Linked DNA regions of Sus scrofa: all the other regions are linked to region 1. The links are chromatin contacts, called in public Hi-C maps. All regions are on one chromosome and are shown on one strand. The core of a region is the stretch at or near the end of the contact, and the rest is flanking DNA. Distances in the headings are between cores, read along the strand shown. Region 1 holds the start of XPO5 (exportin-5). Region 2 holds the start of BICRAL (GLTSCR1-like protein). Region 3 holds the start of CNPY3 (canopy FGF signaling regulator 3). Region 4 holds the start of HSP90AB1 (heat shock protein 90 alpha family class B member 1). Region 5 holds the start of MRPL14 (39S ribosomal protein L14, mitochondrial).

Region 1 (3,904 bases), core at 652-3,151:
AAGATTTGCTTTCTCACACACTTTGGTGGTAAGCTCCAAAAGCTCCTTACTTGACAACATGTTCCAAGATCTGAAGGCCAAAATGTCTGACGATGGCAATTTGTGTTTTTTCAGCCAAACGCAAGCCACAGGGGACACAGATAGGGCACTTTTCTTTAAACTCCTCACAAAACTGAAAAGAAGAAAAATCAGTGTTTCCCTTAGAAGCCAAAGTGAGGGGGACTAAAAAAAACCTTCATCTTAAAACTCCAATCTGTGCTATATTTTTAAGTTGCAAAATCTACGTCAATATTATATGAATAAAGAACTGATAAACACTCCTTTGATAGTTCGATTTCCCATGCCATGGCCAACTAATGTTGGGGGGAAAAATGACCTAAATGAGTAAAAAATTATTTTAGACACATTCCCTTGAAGTACATAGGGGTGAAATGAAAACAATTTCTAGGATTCACTTTTAAAATCCTTTGGTGAGGGAAGGGATAAAACAAATGTGGTACAATCTTCACAACTGCTAAGTTTAGGTGAGGTATATAAATGATTATTGTCCTATGCTACTTTTGTGTAGAAAAACAAACCTAATAGAACCCAAATGTTTCTGATTCCAAATCCTGTGGCACACATCTATATATCGTAGTTTCCCTCTAATGAGGCTGACTCTATGAAGTTACAATAGAACCCAAATGTTTCTGATTCCAAATCCTGTGGCATACATCTATATATCGTAGTTTCCTTCTAATAAGGCTGACTCTATGAAGTTACATCTCTTAAAATACACAGAGCACAATTATTTTCTCCTAGTGGAGAAAACCCACATACATTGTTTGATGGGAGAATAAGCTCGAATTGTATTAGCATTACCAAATTATACAAGAGTCAGTCCCCATAGCAGAGCACGCGGCAGTCAAGCAAACTACTTTTAGGAAACCAAAGGGCCCTTGCTAAAATGCAAAGTAAGTGGTGGAAGTTCATCTTTGCCCAAAATAGCCCAAGAGTATCACACAATAAGAGACCTGGTGGGGGGTGGTGGTGTGAGAACTAGCCCAGAAATACCCAAGACACAGAAGAGGGTTAGGGAGAAGTCTAAGGATGTAAGTAAAGAGTCACAAGAAGGGCTTGAGTTCGGTTAGAGTGGGTCGGGAGACTGAGTCAGCAGAGAAATGTTTAGTTCAGGGGAGACCATAAAGAATGTAGCTGGGGTTGGCGACCGGTTGGACACGTGCGCTACGAGAAGACGAGGGGATTTTGGGGATGTGGGTTTGGGAAAATAAAGTGAGTGCAGTCGGCTGCGGAGGGGGTCGTGGCGCGGCCAAGAGTGAAAAGAAGTGGGGAGAGGGGGAGGAGAAAGCAGTGGGAAGTGGTGGCGAGAAGAGGCGGTCACAGGCAGCTATGGATCAGAGAGTGTCCCGAGAGAAGGGCAGGCGCGGCAAGTAGAGAAGGCGGGGAGTGGGAAGAGGCGCGGAGAGCGGCGAGGGGAAGGCCCCCCGGGGTGGGGGGGACGGAGGTCCAAGGGCCGCGTGGGCGGGAGGCGGCCGGAGTTATTGGCTGCGCCAGGACGGCTGGAGCTGGGGGAGGGTCTCGGGGCAGGCCCAGGGCGCCAGACCCCAACTACCTTCAGGGCTTCTAGCCTGTAGCGCTGAGTCGAGCTGGGGTCCATCATGACCGTCACCGCTTTCACCAGCTCCTCGCACAGCGCGTTCACTTGATCCATCGCCATGGTTAGTGCCACGCGCCGCGAGCACGCACCACGGCCGTCCCGGGAGCACGAGGCAAGGACCGCTCCCTGGGCGGGCTCACAAGCTGGTACCGGGCCGCGGCGGGCTGGGGTGGGGGGGCGGTGGGGAGCTGGAGGAGGAGCGTGAGCAGCAGAAGATCCAGCCGGGAAGAAGCCGGCGCTGCGCACGCGCCCAACCCACCACTGCGCATGCGCCCGCGGAAGTGGCGGCTCCCTTGTGACGGTTGCAACTCGGTGGGCGGAGCGGAAGACGTAAGGACCGCGGTGCGCAGGCGCGTCAACGGCCCTCGGCGGCGCGCGCGCTGTCTGATCGCTGACGGGAGGGGCTGTGGGCAGATCGCGCTGGCTCAGGCTGAACACGCCCGGCAGTGCGGACTGTTGCCCCAGGCGAGGATCGTCTGCAGCCCTTGGTCCTTTCCTTGGTCTTTACCGGCAATAACTCTCTCGAAAACGACTGATCCGCTGCCGGAAAGAGGACCGATATTCAAGACCCCTTCATCTTCCTTCCAGTGGACATCGAGCCCAGCATCGGCCGCATCCGCGGGTGGCGGTTTTGCCAGGTGTCACATTGGTAAGAGAATTTAGAACCGTTCGATTTCTGTTTTTAGCCTTTTCGTGTTGTCTTGGCTATTGGTTGTATAATGTAGCAGTGACTGGTGACAGCATGCGGCCGAAATTTCATGAAATAGAAATACTTGCTCATTGAGAAAAGGCCTTGGTATTTATTGCCTCTTAAGAGGATTTTTATGGGGGGAAAAAAAAGGTAGCTCTTGAACCTTCCTCTTCACCTGTTCTTATTTTCCTCGGATGTATCGTCTGATCGGCATCAAACTTGTTTTGTGCAAATTGGGATAAATTGAGATTTTTAAAGATGAATACTTGCAAATACTGAAGGTTTGTACACTTTTGATAATTCGAAGTGCCAAGATTTCAAAGTAGTGTAATCCTTATTCCCAAAGGAGGGTTTTGGCAGAAAGTGCGTTTCACTTTTTATCTTTACACAACTCTTACTTTTTCAAGCAAAATACGTAAACTGAAAATTAAAACAGTTAAAATCTGAATATCCGTTTTGGTGTTTCTGCGTTTAGGAAATGTTTGCTGGGCTTAAGTCACTGCTCCTAATTCGTACTCCACTGCTAGTATTTGTATCTAATATGGTACTATCTGGGGGGGGGCGGTGAGTGTGTGAAACAATGAAGTACTATTTTTAGTCTGGCGTTATCTGTTCCAGTACTACAAAAAAAGCGCTTCCAGATAAAGTGATTGCTGGCATGGTTTTAGCTTATATAAACACTTATATAACAAGTGTTATATAAACACTTATAAGTGTTTAAAGTATCACATTCTGCCTGTCTTAGGTGGGTGGAATTTGTGAGGAATTAATAATGCCTTGACAACTCTGATTTTTTTAATTCGTCATTTTTCTAGCTTTGTTGTTGCATAACACTGTTTTCAAGGTGAATGTTAATTTTTGAAACTTTTTAAACAAGAATACAGTTGAGTGCTTACTCAACTGTATAACCTGTGTTTTTCATATTTAAATAATGAATTACTGGTGTTTCTATAAGTATCTCATTTGTTTTAGGTCAGTGGTTCCTAATCGACTGTATATTGGAGAGAACTTTCAAAAATCAGGAGGCCCAGGGAGTTCCCATTGTGGCACAGTGGTTAACAAACCTGACTAGTATCCATGAAGACGTGGGATCGATCCCTGGCCCTGCTTTTGGGTTAAGGATCTGGCATTGCTGTGAGCTATGGTGTAGGTCACAGATGTGGCTAGGATCCCATGTTGCTGTGGCTGTAGCATAGGCTGGCAGCTACAGCTCTGATTCGACCCCTAGCCTGGGAGCCTTCATGTGCCCAGGGTGCTGCCATAAAAAGACAAAAGACACACACACAAAATTTAAGATGCCCAAGTCACACACACACACAATTAAATTAGATATCTGATGGTAGAAGTCAGAAATCAATAGTATGTAAAAGGTTCCTAGATAATTCCAATCTGTAGCAAAGTTTGGAAGCCATTGCATTGTTTTATATTTTTTCTTCCAGATTTCTAATAATGTTAAATGCAATATTAGTCTGTATCCATAAGTTTTGTTCTTTCGATCTAGCATCCATACCTTTATGTATGTCTCTCTATGAATAGTATGTAGTATTGTTTTCTTC
Region 2 (3,482 bases), core at 617-3,116, 720 kb before region 1:
GGTAAATTGTGACGTCAACTAGGCCTGGGCTCCCCCAGCAGCTCTTACTAGACTGATGACCTTAGGCAAATTACTGAAACATTGGGAGATTTCATCTGCAAAAAAAATCTGGATAATTAAACATTATTCTATGGGTTAGCATGAAGGTTCATGCAAGGATAGAATATTAGAGTATCTCGAATAATGCCCGGTAGCACCTAGTAGGCCCTCAGTAAATGTCGGTGCTCTTATATTTAGACACTTGTGGAAAAAATTCACAATGCCCTATACTCTTCAGGAGTGTATAAATTCGGCTTTGTTGGGTGATCTTTTAAAGTCAGGTTTGTGGAGTTCCTGTTGTGGAGCAGTGGAAATGAATCCAACTAGTAACCATGAGGTTGCAGGTTCAATCCCTGGCCTCGCTTAGTGGGTTAAGGATCCAGGCGTTGTGAGCTGTGGTGTAGGTCAAAGATGCAGCTTGGACCCTGCATTGCTGTGGTGTTGGCTGGCAGCTGTAGCTCCAACTCAACCCCTAGCCTGGGAACCCCCATATGTGGAGGGTACAGCCCTAAAAAGCAAAAAATAAGGTCAGATTTGTTTTTCTTAAGGGTTTTGGCCTACTTAGGAGAAAAGCTTTCTGAAATCTATTAATATTTCATTGGAGCTGTGGAGCAACAGCTGTAAAACTTGCTTGGTGGGCCCTAATTGTGATGAATAATCCATGGAATCTATTGAAATGTAATTCTTTGAAACGTGTATTATAATTAAAACTCCAGCCAATCCAAAGGCACTTTGAAACATGTTTAAAAATTTCCCAAGCCAATTAGAAAACTGCTTGGTCCAACTGTCAAGTGTAGAGAAATATGCTAATGTATGCAAAGACTACTGTTCCAGGAAGGCCTTGGCTGAATGTGACCGACACTACACACGTTCTGAGCAAACACCTCGATGATACTATGTGATACTAAATCACTGACTGTATTATTAAGGCGTCTAAATACAAAGCACAAGTGGTTAATGACAGAGTGGCAGTAACTGGAACAAGATATGGTTTGTTTTTTTAAAAGATCTTTTATCTTGAATATGACAACATTGTATGCCAACCTTGACATATTTATTTTGTGCAATAAAATAGCACAGTTACAGTATTCTTATAAAAGCAACAAGGGGTGATACCATTATGCTTTTTAATGCTAAGGGGATATTATGTTAGAAACTAAACAATTTCACTTAGGAGTTCCTGTCTTGGCTCAGTGGTTAACGAATCTGACTAGCATCCATGAGAATATGAGAATACAGGTTCGATCCCTGGCCTTGCTCAGTGGGTTAAGGATCCGGCGTTGCCATGAGCTGTGGTGTAGGTCACAGACACCGATCGGTTCCTGCATTGCTATGGCTGTGGCAGAGGCTGGCAGCTATAATTCCGATTGACCCCTAGCCTGGGAACCTCCTTATGCCCCAGCTGCGGTTCTAAAAACAACAACAACAACAACAACAACAAAAAAAAACAGAGAGAGAGAGAACAGTTTCACTTAAATAATTTAAATCTAGGGATAATTTTATTTTAAACCCATCAACTATCTGGGGTAGTCTTTCTGTTTATCAGTAGAACTTCATTGCTATATGTAATACAAACTAAATTTTTTTTTTTTGGATTTTTTTTTTTGGTCTTTTTTTGTCTTTTTAGGGCCACACCCATGGCATATGGAGGTTCCCAGGCCAGGGGTACAATTGGAGCTACAGCTGCTAGCTTATGCCAGAGCCACAGCAACACCAGATCCTAGCTGAGTCTTCGACCTACACCACAGCTCATGGCAACGCCAGATCCTTAACCCACTCACTGAGCGAGGCCAGGGATTGAACCTGCAACCTCGTGGTTCCTAGTCGGATTCGTTTCTGCTGCGCCATGAGGGGAACTCCAGTAGTACAAAATAATTTAAAATTTTAGGATATTTCTAGGGATTACATAAGTATTTTTAAAAATCCGAATCACATTTTTGTACAATTGATCTTTTACCTTGATGGTTACTTAAATTAAAAGACAACAAAACCCCCACCATATTTTTGTGGGCATTTATGGAAAAAAGTAAATGTAATTAACCTAGACCACAAAGGCACCCACCCAAAATCCACATTGTCATAATTCACATTTATTTATATGCTGTGGGTGCTGGATGGTTAAATGGAGACATCTCAACAATTTGAGATTTGAGATTAAAAACGGGTGGTAATTATACTTGACTAAATAGTGTTAAAAGTTTGGGTAGCTTGCTCTTTTTTAAACTTGTTCTATTTCACTGGATTTTTGGGTAGCTCTCTTTTTAAGACTGGGGATCACATCATGAAGATTCCACAAATGTGGGATAAAAGTATCTACATAAAAAGAAAGCAGTTGGAATTGCACGTTTTGAGAGTGACTTAGCTCCTCACCTTCATCTTGGCCACTACAGTTGGTTTTTTGGTTTTTTTTTTCCTACCTTTCAATGTTGACATACAGGTTTACAGATAAGGTTTCACAGCATTCTGGAATGGAAAGAGGGTGTTGCAAAAGAAATCTTAGTAGAATTAAAAGTTAGAATGAAATCAGTTATTTGCCAAATAACTAAAAGTGATGTTTTCGGGTTTTTTATTTAAGCATATGCAAAAAAGTATTTACTGGGACTTGTTCTAATTAGAGTTATAAAGAAATACTGTGTTTTTTGTTTTTAAATTCCCCTCCTGCCTCTCCTCCCCCCAGCTAAAACTGGATTGTGTGTGTGTGTGTGTGTGTGCGCGCAGAGCGCCTGCGGAGAATAGCACGCATCTTGTAGATCTTAAAAAAAAAAAAAAAAAAGCCAAAAAACCCTGTTTCTTGAATAAACCACTACATTTCTTGAAGTTAAAAAGAATCCCAAAGGAAACAGGAATTAACAGCTCTGGAGCTTGGGTTTTCTTAAAAAAAAATTTTTTTTTTAATTAAAAAAATCCTAATCTCCACGTTTTTTGCTAGGCGAGAACCGAAGTTTGGAGGTAGACGAGCAGGCGAGCGGTTTGCCCGGGCGCAGAGCATGAAGGCCGGGCGGGCGCGGGGAGCGGGCGCCCGCCGCCCGGCGCGGGGGTGAGCGAGAGAGAGAGCGGAGCGCGTGTGGCCGGCGCCGCTCGGCCGGGAGCTCCCGCGCCCGCGCCCCGCGCCCCGCGCCCGCCGCCGCCGCCGCCGCCGCCGCCCCTGGTGCGATGGCGCAGAAACCCCGTTGACAAGGCACTGCTTTTTCATGACGGTGAGTTTCCCTTTGAGTGTATTATAATTTTGTGATAAAAATTTCAAGGAGAAAAAAAAAAAACACACACAACCTCCTTCCTCTGCCTCTTTCCTTCGGGGAGGGGAAAAGCGAGGGAGGGGGGGCTGGAGATCTATCTCCAGACAGACAGAAAAGAAAGAGGAGCAAATTAAACACCGAGTTGCCAAAACCAGGATATTAGGTTTCAGCCCAGAGAGCTATTGGCTAAGGCTGTGTTTTTTTTTT
Region 3 (3,977 bases), core at 643-3,142, 550 kb before region 1:
CACCCCCAAGAATCTCTGGGAGCTTTCATGTGAATCCAGATGCCCCCTGGGCAGCATAGGACAGTTTTTGAATTAACGGCCCTACTTTAGTCTTCCTCTCCTCATGGCGGCAGTTGGGAACGATGTCCTAATGCCCCCCCCAATGCACACACACATGATATCACTGACACTCCCAGCTTCCCCGAGCCTCAGTGCCCTCGTAGCTGCTGGTCCATGAAAACCCTCCCGTTATCTTCCACTGCTGATCTCTCATCAGCTTGTAAGGAGATTCTCCGGCCCTTTTTTTGGGTTCTTCAAGGAGAGAGAGGGCACTTCTTCTTGGGATGAATCTGTCCACCATCCCCACAGGGCCTGCTCCTTCCCTAACACAGACAGAGGAAGGGCTAGGCTGTGGGGAAGGGGCATGTCCACCCAAACCCCAGACTTTCTCCAACCACTGTGCCTTCCCGGCTCTTAGCCCAGATGCTGAGCCCAGGGCTCCTGCCAAACTAATTTGTGCCTCAATTAATATCTTCTCAGAGTCCTGTTTGTTTATTCTGGAAGCAGGTGTCCCTTACCTTCAGGGCTCCTCCCCAAGTTGCCCCCATTCCCCTAATCCTGGCCTGCCCCAGACTCAGCAGGAATGCCCACTATGGATGGCTTAACATTATTTCCCAGGAGGGTTCCTGGCCAGACTCTGAGCCTTCCTAAGTCTTAGGAAGCCTAGAGAGGATGGAGGACCTCAGGAGGGTGTCCTGATCCTCTGCGTCCTGATCTATTGTGGAATTCTACACATCACAGCTCCTACCTATCCAGAGGGCCTTATCACCCACACAACTGTTTTGAGCAAGAAGCTAAAATCAGGAAACAACAAGTCAATGGGCTGAGTACCAGTCCTTTCAAGTCTTTATAAAATAGCATAAATATCCAACCTCCAGGAAGGAAACTTGAAGTGCTGGGGAACAGGGGCTTATGGACAAAAATGGAATTTGCAGACAACCTGCAAGAGAAGCAGATTTGGGCTGTTATAGAACACTGAGCAGGGGCAGCCAGAAGCAGCCCCAAAGACCCAGAGTCCTGCTCTTGATGGCACAGGAGAAGGGGGTTTCATTGAGCAATTGCGGTACCAGGCGTCCTGGTGCAGGGGAGGTGGAAGGGAAATACAACTGTTCATTAGTCCTTCTGGGAGCTCAGAATCCAAAGAAATAAATAATAGGGCAGAAAATCAGGAGAGGTTATACACTAAAAAGAAAATCAATGCATAAACTTTTTACAATCTGCTCCATAAGCTTTAATTCTATTAACCTGTTCAAGCTTCCCAGAGAACAAAGCTCGAACAGCAGCTAGGAGGATCACTGTGTCATAACACAGACAAAAGCTGAGGCTCTGAGTGACTTGTTCTAGTTCTCCCTGGGACAAATCTAGAGTTACTGGGCACTAAGAAAGCTGCTTGAAGACTGGGGACTGAATCGTCCTGGTCTCATCCACAGCATCTACTAGAGTGACTGGCAATTACCATCACCACTACCACTACCACAGCAAAATTAAAAAGCAGGTGCTCAGTAAGGGCTGGCTGCATTATAACCGTGGTGGGGCGGGGAGTGACGCGCAAGGAGGCGGAGAAGGCAGTGAAGACACCTTCCAGGACCAGAGCCTTCTTCCCTCTCCCGCAGCCCTAGTCCTCCTGTCCCTCCCAGAGCCTCTGTTAAGGGGTGGGAAAAGATGTTGCCATAGGTCACTGAGGACACTATCCGCTATTTCATTGGCGGAGGTCGAAAAAAGATCGTCCTCCCATTCGCTAGAAGACAAACCCCAAAAAGTCCATTGGCTGCGTAGACCGCAGGCCCCGGTCGGCTCTGGGGGCCGGCCGAGACGGCCAGAGGAGGGAGCTGCCTGGGGGGGCGGGGAGGGGGGTGCTCGCCGTTTTCCTGGTTACGCCGAGGCACGTGTGCAGTCCCGGAAGCGGCTCCGGGAAGCTGCCCAGCGCGCGCAGCGGGAGGAGGTGCAGCCCGGTCCGCTCAGGTCGGGTCCGGCTGGGCCATGGAACCATTACCTGAGCCCACGTCCCGGCCTCGGCTCCGGCCTCGGCCCCGCTGTCTTCTGCTTCTTCCCCTGCTACTGTTGCTGCTGCTGCTACTGCCCGCCCCGGAGCTGGGCCCGAGGGAGGCCCGAGCAGAGGAGACAGACTGGGTTCGACTGCCAAGCAAATGCGAAGGTGAGGGGGCGGGGCCCGCGGGGAGTATCCAGCTGGGGGGGCGGGGCTTGCGGAGAAGGTCCTGGGCTCTGGAGCGAGTCTCCAGTGCAAGAACCTGATGTGTGTCTGGCACTGTGCTGAGCTCTGGGGACAGAGAGGCGGGCGAGAGATCAGATCTTGGTGCACCTGGAGCTCAGAAATCGGTGAAAACAAGCAGTTATAATCGGGTTAGTAAATGCCCTGATGGAGGAGGCACAGGACTTTGGCGGCTGGGTGAGGAGCAGCTAATCTAGACTAGAAATGGGGGGAAAGGCTTCGTCAGGAAGCCCCGAATGATTAGGAGTTAGCCGGGTGAGAAGTGAAGAGAGGGTCCCACTCAGGAAACCACAGATGCAGGGTCTTGCAAGCAAAGGACAAGTTTGAGGAACTGAAAAGATCCGTATGACTAGTCTTGGGGAGGAAAGAGCTTGAGACGCCCCCTCTGTGCCCTCATCGCAAGCTTTGTGTCATTGGCCGTCTCCCCGACTTGCTGTCAGCTCCTGCCGGGGCAGGGACCTCTCTCAGATACCTGTTCACACAGTGCCTGGTAGGCATCCAATAAATGTATTTGGAATAAGTATGAATAAACAGGGGTGGGGGTACTGTGGGTGTAGGTGCAGGAAGGAGGAGGGTCTGAAGCCTGGGGGAACTTAGGGAGGAAGATTTTAGGAATATGGAAAAAGTATGACTCCCAAAGACAGAGGGGTGAAGGTGTGGCACTTGAGAGAGACAGCAAAGAGCGTCAGCACACAATCCAGGACTGTGAAGGGTCTACCTTCCCCCCACCCCTCCATTTCTCAGTTTACTCCTCAGACCTTTACAGATACTCCTTCCATCTCCCTCCACCAACTCCAGCCCCCGCACCCCTGAACGTCGGCTGTAAATGTTTTGCATCTTAATTCAAAGCCTGCAGCCAGCCAGATGTTCCCTAAGCACTCGAATGGGGGTGGTTTGAAAGGCATAATGCTTTCATTGGAGAGATGAAAGGTGAGATGCTTCAGAGATGAGCTGAGCTCACTGGTAGTCTTCCCAGTGTGGGTTCTAGCCTGTACTTTCTCCCTCACTCCCTTAAATAGACAGTCAGAGGGTTATGGTGCCTTCCTTTCACTCTTCCTGTAGCTATAACCAGTGTCTTTGGGGATTTCACTTCCCCTTCTTATTTTCTATCTTATACTGATAGCACAGAGCTCTTACTGCTTCTCATTTTCATACATAGCAGAGGAAGCTCACATTTCTTTTCCTTAGGAGACTCATAGAAGCATAGAGTTGGCAAAGATCTTTTTTTTTTTTTTTTTTGTCATTTTTAGGGCTGCACCTGCGGCATATGGAAGTTGCCAGGCTAGGGGTCCAATCAGAGCTGATGCCACCCAACTACGCCACAGCCACAGCAACGCCAGAGCCAAGCCTCATCTGCCACCTATACCACAGCTCATGGCAATGCCAGATCCCTAACCCACTGAGAGGGGCCAAGGATTGAACCCATATCCTCATGGATACTAGTCGGGTTCATTAACTGCTGAGTCACGAGGGAAACTCCGTCAAAGATCTTTAGATCATTGTAGTCTGAGCTGATTTTGTAGGTAATTGATAAAGAATCGTTTAAAAGGGATTTTCAAGTCACAGGATGGCTTGGCAAACTCCAACCCTTAGGCTCATCTTAATAGTGTATATTTACTTTATTTATCACTGTTTCACCTTTGTTATTAAATGCTGACTGTCTGGCCCACAAAGCTTGCCTCCTGGCTCAGGAGCCTGAGTGGAAGAG
Region 4 (3,645 bases), core at 1,116-3,615, 670 kb after region 1:
GACCTGGGAATGTGGGGCCACTTTCAGTCCCTGCCTCCCTGAGGTTCCTCTCTCAGTGCTGTGCCTTTCCATGCTTTTCCTCTGCTGGGAGTAGACCTGTGCCCCCGGGCCTGGCTAGCCCCGAGCCCGCCCTCTTCCCCAGGCCGTGCTGGGAAACTGATGCGTCTCCCAGGCTTCACACTTGGTCTGCTGCAGCTCCCCCCAGTGGGCTGAGGGTGCCTTGTCCTGTTTATGCATCTCTGCTTCCCCAGGCAAAGCTCACAGTGGGGGCTGAGTGAGTGTCAAAGAGCTGGAGAAACCATCCTGGAAGACTCCCAGAAGAGAAGGTAGGATTTCTGTGCTGGTGTAAGAGATTTGAGATTTTTCCCATTAGAACCCCCCCTGAGGAGTTCTGGTCCTGACAGGAGTGATTCTTGCTCCACCCTGGGCTTGGGTCCTGGGAGGGGAACCCGTCCCCACACCGTTTCTGGAGCAGGGAGCAAGGGCGTTAGGGGAGCATAGGCTCCGAGGTGACCCACCCTGCGGTACTCCCTGAAGCCTTCCTCTCCCGGTTCCTAGAACGCACAGACTCACTTTTACCCCTTCAGGCGGCAGGGGACAGTGAGCTGTGAATGCTCTATGTGAACCAGAGAGCAGGTGTTTGATTAGCTAGGCCCCTTCTGCCCAGAGGGAGGGAGGGTGTGTTGGGGGACGATGCTCCCCGTTTCCATCTTGGAACAGAGCATCCTGGGGCGTTCCTAGCAGCAGCACTCAGGCCCCTTCCCACATTCCTTGAGTTCTCCCAGCCACCGGCTTCTTCTAGACCAGAAGAGCAGTGGAAGAGTAAGGAGAGATGAAATCATGAAATCGGGGTAGGGGTGGCACGGGTGATGAAGTCAGGAGTGTGGGGCAAGGAAAAGGAACGCGAGGGTCCTTTGTTCTTTGGAGTTCAACAGCTGGACAAAGAAGTGCTACAAGACTGCACACCAGGGCTGCCGAGGGAGGTCTGCGGGTCGGAGGTATCCCTCTCCCAAGCATTCCAGGGGCGGACAAAGTGGGCCACGAAGGGAGTTGAGGGAGTTGCTGGGCATCCACAAGGTCACGGCGCAGGGAGCGGTCATTCTCTCCCGGAGGGGCTGTGGGGCGGGTGAGCTCCAGAGATGAGGCCTTGGAAAGGCGAGGACAGCGTACCCGCCCCGAAGGCAAGCAAAAGCGGCAGGGCCAGGCGAGGCAGCTGGGCCGGCGCTTGGCTTGGGGGCTCCGGCGCCGCAGCAGCTGAAGGGGAACAACCTGGTTCTGCCCGCCAGGAGCGAGCAGCCCTTTGGCCAGCATGAAGGCGCTGGTGTCTTCATGCCACCTCCTAGAACCCCCGCCACCCAGCGGGGGTCCCTGGAGATCCTCCCCTCCCCAGACCTAGACAGTTGCAGGAGGGGAAAGAATTTTTGTAAAAAGAAAAGGAAACCAGATTGTATGTGCATGCCCCTGCGTGCGACACGCGTGGGCGGCTGCAGAGGCTGGGGAGGGTTTCTCAGGTAGCGACGCCACCCTCAGTCTCGGCTCCGAAGGCGGTTCTCGCAGAGCCGCCCCAATAACCCGTGTGCTGTGTGACTGACGGGGGAGAAAGGGGGGATCATCCCTGTTCCACCCCACCCTGGACGCAATGCTGAGCGAGCTGGGTCTGGCGGGTGGCGAAGAGGGTGCCGGGTGTAGTTGCCCGCCAGCAACATAGGATCGAAGTTGCCCACCTCTCCCGGAGATTCAAGCATAACGTTGGAGAGGCGGAGCCGCCGCAGAGGCACAGCCCAGTCCGCAGAAAAAGGGGTGGAGCCCCAAGGGAAGAGGGCGGGGCGGGGCGGGACAGGACCGTAGAGGCGGATCTGGAAACTGCTGGAAGATCGCAGCACCGCCACTGTCGCTCCTTCCGCCGCTTGCAGACAAAGAGTGCCCTCCACACCCGAGCCGGCGACCTTCTAGCAGCGGAAGCCACGCCCCGCAGCGAGACGCTGGCACTGCCCATTGTCCCCTGGGAGTGCCAGGGTTCGCGGGCTGCCCAAAGTTCGGCTTCAAATTCCCCAGTGTCCCCGGAAAGGACCCTTTCCCCTTATTGGGCAGTAGGAATGTGTAAGGAAGATTGTAGCAGGGAGGGAGCATAGGTGGGAGTAGTTGGTCCCCTTTCAGGTGTTCCTCTGGGATTCTTTGGTGTGGAGGCACCTGCTCTACAGGTTTTTACTGAGGTCAGCGGGGATTCTGTTCCCTAGAGCCACGGCATTTGTCCTATGAGTATACCCAACATCTAGCTCTGGTGGTGTCCTGTCTTCAGGACGCGGAGATGGGACTAAGAAAAAGTCTACACATGCGCGCCCTTGCTCTTCACCGCCCCCTCCCCTATTTTGGACCATGACGTAAAGGTGGGCGGGCAGCGGCAGGTGCGGGGCTGACAGACAGCCTCCTTTAAGGCGGAGGGATCTGGGGGCGGGCAGCGAAGGTGTGCTTCGCCTTATATAAAGCGACTGGGGTCTCACAGCCGTTCTCTTGAGTCACCCCCCGCGCAGCCTTGTTCTGGCGTGAGAGCCGGAGGCAGTCCTTCCCCGCTCAGCTTTGTGGTGTTTGTGATCCTTATCCTTTAAGGTAAGGTTGCACTCTTAAGGCATTTCTGGTTAAATTTCAGGTTGCTTTCGTCCATTCTGTCCTTTCTGAGACCCAAGTTTTTGTCGTGCTGGGGCGGTTTGCTGGACAACGCTCCCAATTTTTTTAGAGGGTGGGTGGAAGGGAGCTCTCGAGTTTAGCTTTTCCTTCCATGCTTGGTGTCGGGCCTTCTAGGCGGCTGTTAGGCCTGGGCGAGTGGGGCTGGGGGACTGGGCGGCTACACGTGGTAGCCGCGCCGGCCCGGGACGCTGCCATGTTTGCCCCTCTACTTCCGGACGCGACTACGGGGCGCCAGAGGGTGGGCAAGGTTGGTGGGTGTGCGGGCCCGGTGTGACTCAGCACAGCATGGTTCTGGGTAGGTTTTGCCATCTCTTTTATAGAAGGGAGTTTTTCTAGTCCTTAGTGTGAGGGTTTGCGGCAAAGGATGCTTTGGAGCTCCAGTGGCCCATCGTGCTTCCTGCTTCGAGCTCATTCCTGCAGTCAGGGTGGAGGGGTAGCGGAGGAGGCAGGCTTGAGAATTTATGGGAGCATTTCTTCGTCGTCCTCTTTTCTCCCCGTTGGCTGGAATTGTTCTGGAAGGTTCTGGAACTCGGCGCCCCGCCCTGGTGCCCGGATGCTGAGGCGAAGGGAGGCTGCGCGGTGGCGCCCCCTCCTCGCGTGGTCCTGGCCGACGCATGTCCGGCATCGACGAGCGTCGGCCCCGCGGACTACGCCACCATCTTAGTTGTATTTGGTTTGGTCCTGTACCTCAGTCACGTGTGCTACAGGGACAGAGTGGAGCCTTTTGCTTTATCGGTTCTTTGTCTTAATGGCATCCCAAGTGGGTATCCCACGATTCTCTCGCGTTAGCCTCCCTTACCACGTGAGGTAGCAATTTCACATCTTCCTGGAGGTGAAGGGAGAGCAGTTTCAAATGATAGCCCCTTTAAGGTAAAACTGGTCTGTTTGGGGGGGGGGCTCCCTCCCCTCCACCAGAAATGGTAGAACCGTAGTTACTAATTTGTACATTTGAATATGTAT
Region 5 (3,649 bases), core at 773-3,272, 570 kb after region 1:
TCAGATTCATTTCCGCTGTGCCACGATGGGAACCCCCCACTCTGTTCTTTTCTGTATATTCCTAGTACTATAAACTGCATTCTCGTGAACAATTTCAAATGACTGAAAATGCAGGCTGAGGAAGGCAAGAGTGCAAACAGGAGAACACAGGAAACAGATGTGTTGTGTACCTCTCTGTGACACGCAGAAACACACTGTACAACACTTCCTAATAATACACACTCATGTGTGTGTATATGAGGAAGCAAGCATCCAGAAACACTATTTCATTCTTTTTTTTTTTTCTATTCTACATCACTTCTTTTCTTTTTCTGTCTCTTTTTTGGGGGGAGGGGTGCACCCGAGGTATATGGAGGTAACCAGGCTAGAGGTGGAGTTCAAGCTTCAGCTGCCAGCCTACACCACAGCCACAGCAACACAGGATCCAAGCCTCATCTGAGACCTACACCACAGCTCACCACAATGCCCAATCCCTTAACGAGGGAGGCCAGGGATCAATATTGCGTCCTCATTGATACCAGTCAGATTCGTTTCTACTGAGCCACAACAGGAACTCTTCACTTTTTTTCTTTTTTTTTTTTTTTTGTCTTTTTGCCATTTCTTGGGCCGCTCCCGCGGCATATAGAGGTTCCCAGGCTAGGGGTCCAATCAGAGCTGTAGCCACCAGCCTACGCCAGAGTCACAGCAATGCGGGATCCGAGCCACGTCTGCAACCTACACCACAGCTCACGGCAATGCTGGATCCTTAACCCACTGAGCAAGGGCAGGGATCGAACCCGCAACCTCATGGTTCCTAGTCGGATTCGTTAACCACTGCGCCACGACAGGAACTCCATTTCTTAAATGATAGCCACGATCCACCAAATGGACTTCCAATCAACCAACGGGATGCAGTTTGAATGAGGATTCAGTTTGAACTGCATCAAAACCTTACAGTTATATCCCACAAGCTACTAATGAACTCTTTTAAAAAAAAAACAGCAGACAGCAAAGACACTGACCAACCACAAGAACCAGACACACCAGGTAGGCAGTGCCCTTCCTCGGTCCAGCAGCCCAGACTGAAGCATCTCCCAACCTTCCCACTTTTCCCCAGCAGCCTAAGTCGCTCTTTTGTGAAACCCTTTATCAATTCAGTCCATTCAATCTCTTAGGGTGGCAAAGTTCAATTACTGCCCATCGTGTAAAGCACTATTTCTCTTCTGTCCCAGACTGTCTCTCTTCAAGCCTGAAGGGATAAGACCCTTCCAGGAACCCAAAATTGAACGAACAAGTTGGTACTCCGTGTGACTTTGTGATCTGTCCTGTGGGTAACATACAGGAGTATGCACACGCGCAGACACACCCACACCCACATCTCTCTCATCTTCCCAGTCTTAATCCCTGGCAGATGCAGCCTCTGGTGAAATGAGAAACCTGGGAACCCCCTGGGGCCGGGGGAGCCACTCATCGGCATGACAGTGAAAGCGGTGGACTCATTCTCCACAGTACAGAAGTGCCAGCAAACGAGTCACAAAGTCATCTCAGGGCCCGGGTTGGAAAAGGAAAGGGAGAAGTAGACAAACCCGAGGAGCTGCGCCAGAGTGACCGACCGAGGCCACCTCGCGTGGCCGGCCAGCACCCCGCCCCTTCCTCGGGAAAGTAGGTAAGCGGGGGCGCGGGGTCGCAGAGGCCACGGGAGCCCGGGCGACCTTGGGGAGTGGGAGGGCGGAGGGTCTGGGTTAGAGGCCTCCCTCCCCGTCGGGACCCTCCCACTGCCCCTCTGCCCCCAAAGGGCCCAAGATCCTCCCCTTCCTCACCCACCCAGGGGAGTCCGCCTCCCCTACTGCGGGGAGCAGAGAGAGAGGGGAAGCAGCAGAGTTAGGAGCGTGACGTCCCCTACCCGCCCCCCACTCCATACCGCCTTCGCCGCCCTGGAATATCCCGCTGCAGGCCCCACTGGCCCAGGGCCGCCTTCCCCCCCACGCGGCCTGTAGTCCTGCGCCTGCGCATCGGACCCAGCTGGGCGGGCGGCGATCTGAGAGTGCGCGCGCGCCTTGCGTGAGCTGGCGTGGGGGGTGGGACCTTCGTGGCCACGCCCCTCCTCCTCCCCCTCCCTCCTCCCGCTCCCCCTCCCCCAGACACAGCCGCGGCCGCCGCAGGAGCCCGGAGCTCGAGCCGCCCAGCGACTCCCCCTCCCCCTCCCCCAGCCCCGCCCCGCCCCAACCCGGGGCTCGGAGCTGGAGCCGAGTCTGCGCCTGGGGGTGAGTACGCGACCCTTCCCCGGCCCCCTCTCTTTTCTTTGAGGATCCCACCACCATCCAAAGAAAAACCCCGGACTCGGCTGCGCGTCCCCTCCCTTCAGCCTCCTGCGGGACCCAGAGGTGCCCGGGCCCGCGGGACCCAGTGGTGCCGGGCGCTGCCCCCAACCCCGCACCATCCTGAAGCAATAATATGAGTCCTCCACCCCCTACAGGGGGTCCAGAGGTACACCGCCTTGTGTCCCCACCCCTTGAGAGATCCGAGGGGTGGGACCCCTCTCCCCTGGCCCCCTAGCTCCTCTCTTCTCCCACCTGCCCGGTCCAGGTGCGCGTCCCCTCCGCGCCCCTCCGGGGTTCCAGCTGCGCCCCATCAGCCCGCCGCCGCTGTGGGGAATCTGCCGCCCCCGCCCCCGAGTTTTGGATTCCACTGTCGCCAAGTCCAATGCCCTCGGTGTCTTTTATCTTTTCTCCTGCTCCAGGGGCCGAGTACCCCCGAGGTCGGCCCGGGGTAGGGGTTTGGGCTCCGGCAAAGGCAGGGTTCGCGAGTGCTGGCATGAGGCCGGCCGCTGCCCCAGCCCGACTAGGGACTGGTTGGAGGACTGGGGAGGCGACTGGCCCCGGGAGCGTGTCCTCTCCTTGCGCCCCGCACAGTGCAGTTCATTCATGAGCTGCCCGGGCCTGCCTTGGAGGGTGCGGTGGGGAAAAGATTCGGACGCGGAACCGGAGTGGGGCAAAGGCCCTGTTGGGGGGAGGGGGTGTGCTTTGTCCCTCCTGGCCTTCTTGACTACCTAGAGAGGACAGTTCCAAAGCTTTGGCGCCTTGTTCCCCAGAAGAGAAGGACGCTTGGGAAGTGGCGATGAGAGGTCAGAGGGGCCGGCTGCCCTTGAGGCTCTGTGCTGCCACCTGCCTAGGTCCTCTGGGTGGAGGTCTGGCCACTCAGCGCTCCACTTCCCAGGAGGCGGGTGGGGGGCGTTCGGCCAGCCGGAGGGTCAGGACTCCTGTACCTAGGACCACTCTGGAGCCTCTCCCTGGGTCTGCAGCAGCCCGGGATGAGTGAGGCTATGCCCAGCCCCTCCTGAGGAGGGGTTCCCAGTCCTGCCTCCCAGGAACATGTGAGGAGGGGAGTGGCAGTGTCTGACAGGCTTCCATCGTGGGGGGTGGGTGCTAGCATCATGTCCCTCCTCCAGGGTACCAGAGGGTCTAGGCCCTGGCATGCCCCAGGTGGCACATGCTGGGGCCTGCTATTGGCTCACCCAACTGGGTCTTGGCCTATGGGTGGGTGCGTAGGGACGTGGCCAGGCAGAGGGCAGGTTGTGAGTAGCTAAGAACCCCCTTTTGGACATCCTACAAGTTCCCTCCAATTTTAACAGTCCTGGAGACCTGGGTTCAAATTCCAGCTCTGCCATTCT

What was found. Hi-C and Micro-C count contacts between places; a contact is called where the count stands out from the background.
Region 2: a Hi-C map of liver shows a contact between it and region 1, with 4 times the contacts expected there. The contact joins the promoter of BICRAL here to the promoter of XPO5 in region 1. A contact is called at or near these places in 1 of 5 promoter capture datasets (liver) and 1 of 47 Hi-C or Micro-C datasets (liver).
Region 3: a contact with region 1 is called in a Hi-C map of liver, with 11 times the contacts expected there. The contact joins the promoter of CNPY3 here to the promoter of XPO5 in region 1. A contact is called at or near these places in 2 of 47 Hi-C or Micro-C datasets (liver and skeletal muscle).
Region 4: a Hi-C map of liver shows a contact between it and region 1, with 4 times the contacts expected there. The contact joins the promoter of HSP90AB1 here to the promoter of XPO5 in region 1. A contact is called at or near these places in 1 of 5 promoter capture datasets (fetal liver), 2 of 47 Hi-C or Micro-C datasets (liver and skeletal muscle) and 1 of 2 datasets of contacts at active chromatin or transcription factors (skeletal muscle).
Region 5: a Hi-C map of liver shows a contact between it and region 1, with 6 times the contacts expected there. The contact joins the promoter of MRPL14 here to the promoter of XPO5 in region 1. A contact is called at or near these places in 3 of 5 promoter capture datasets (fetal skeletal muscle, liver and skeletal muscle), 3 of 47 Hi-C or Micro-C datasets (heart right ventricle, liver and skeletal muscle) and 1 of 2 datasets of contacts at active chromatin or transcription factors (alveolar macrophages).

The regions. Positions count from the first base shown.
Region 1 is chr7:38,567,657-38,571,560 of Sscrofa11.1, forward strand. XPO5 (exportin-5) reads right to left here and starts at 1,902. Exons shown (of 32, transcript XM_005666037.3): 1 at 1,613-1,902; 2 at 51-172. The coding sequence starts at 1,717. It overlaps POLH (DNA polymerase eta), which reads left to right and starts at 1,555. Exons shown (of 11, transcript XM_003356630.4): 1 at 1,555-2,306.
Region 2 is chr7:37,850,287-37,853,768 of Sscrofa11.1, forward strand. BICRAL (GLTSCR1-like protein) reads left to right here and starts at 1,867. Exons shown (of 13, transcript XM_021098729.1): 1 at 1,867-3,236.
Region 3 is chr7:38,012,902-38,016,878 of Sscrofa11.1, forward strand. It overlaps CNPY3 (canopy FGF signaling regulator 3), which reads left to right and starts at 1,893. Exons shown (of 6, transcript NM_001110428.1): 1 at 1,893-2,194. The coding sequence starts at 2,020.
Region 4 is chr7:39,241,409-39,245,053 of Sscrofa11.1, forward strand. HSP90AB1 (heat shock protein 90 alpha family class B member 1) reads left to right here and starts at 2,366. Exons shown (of 12, transcript NM_001244433.1): 1 at 2,366-2,607.
Region 5 is chr7:39,136,314-39,139,962 of Sscrofa11.1, forward strand. MRPL14 (39S ribosomal protein L14, mitochondrial) reads right to left here and starts at 2,023. Exons shown (of 3, transcript XM_001929561.5): 1 at 1,901-2,023. TMEM63B (CSC1-like protein 2) reads left to right here and starts at 1,371. Exons shown (of 24, transcript XM_005666056.3): 1 at 1,371-1,645.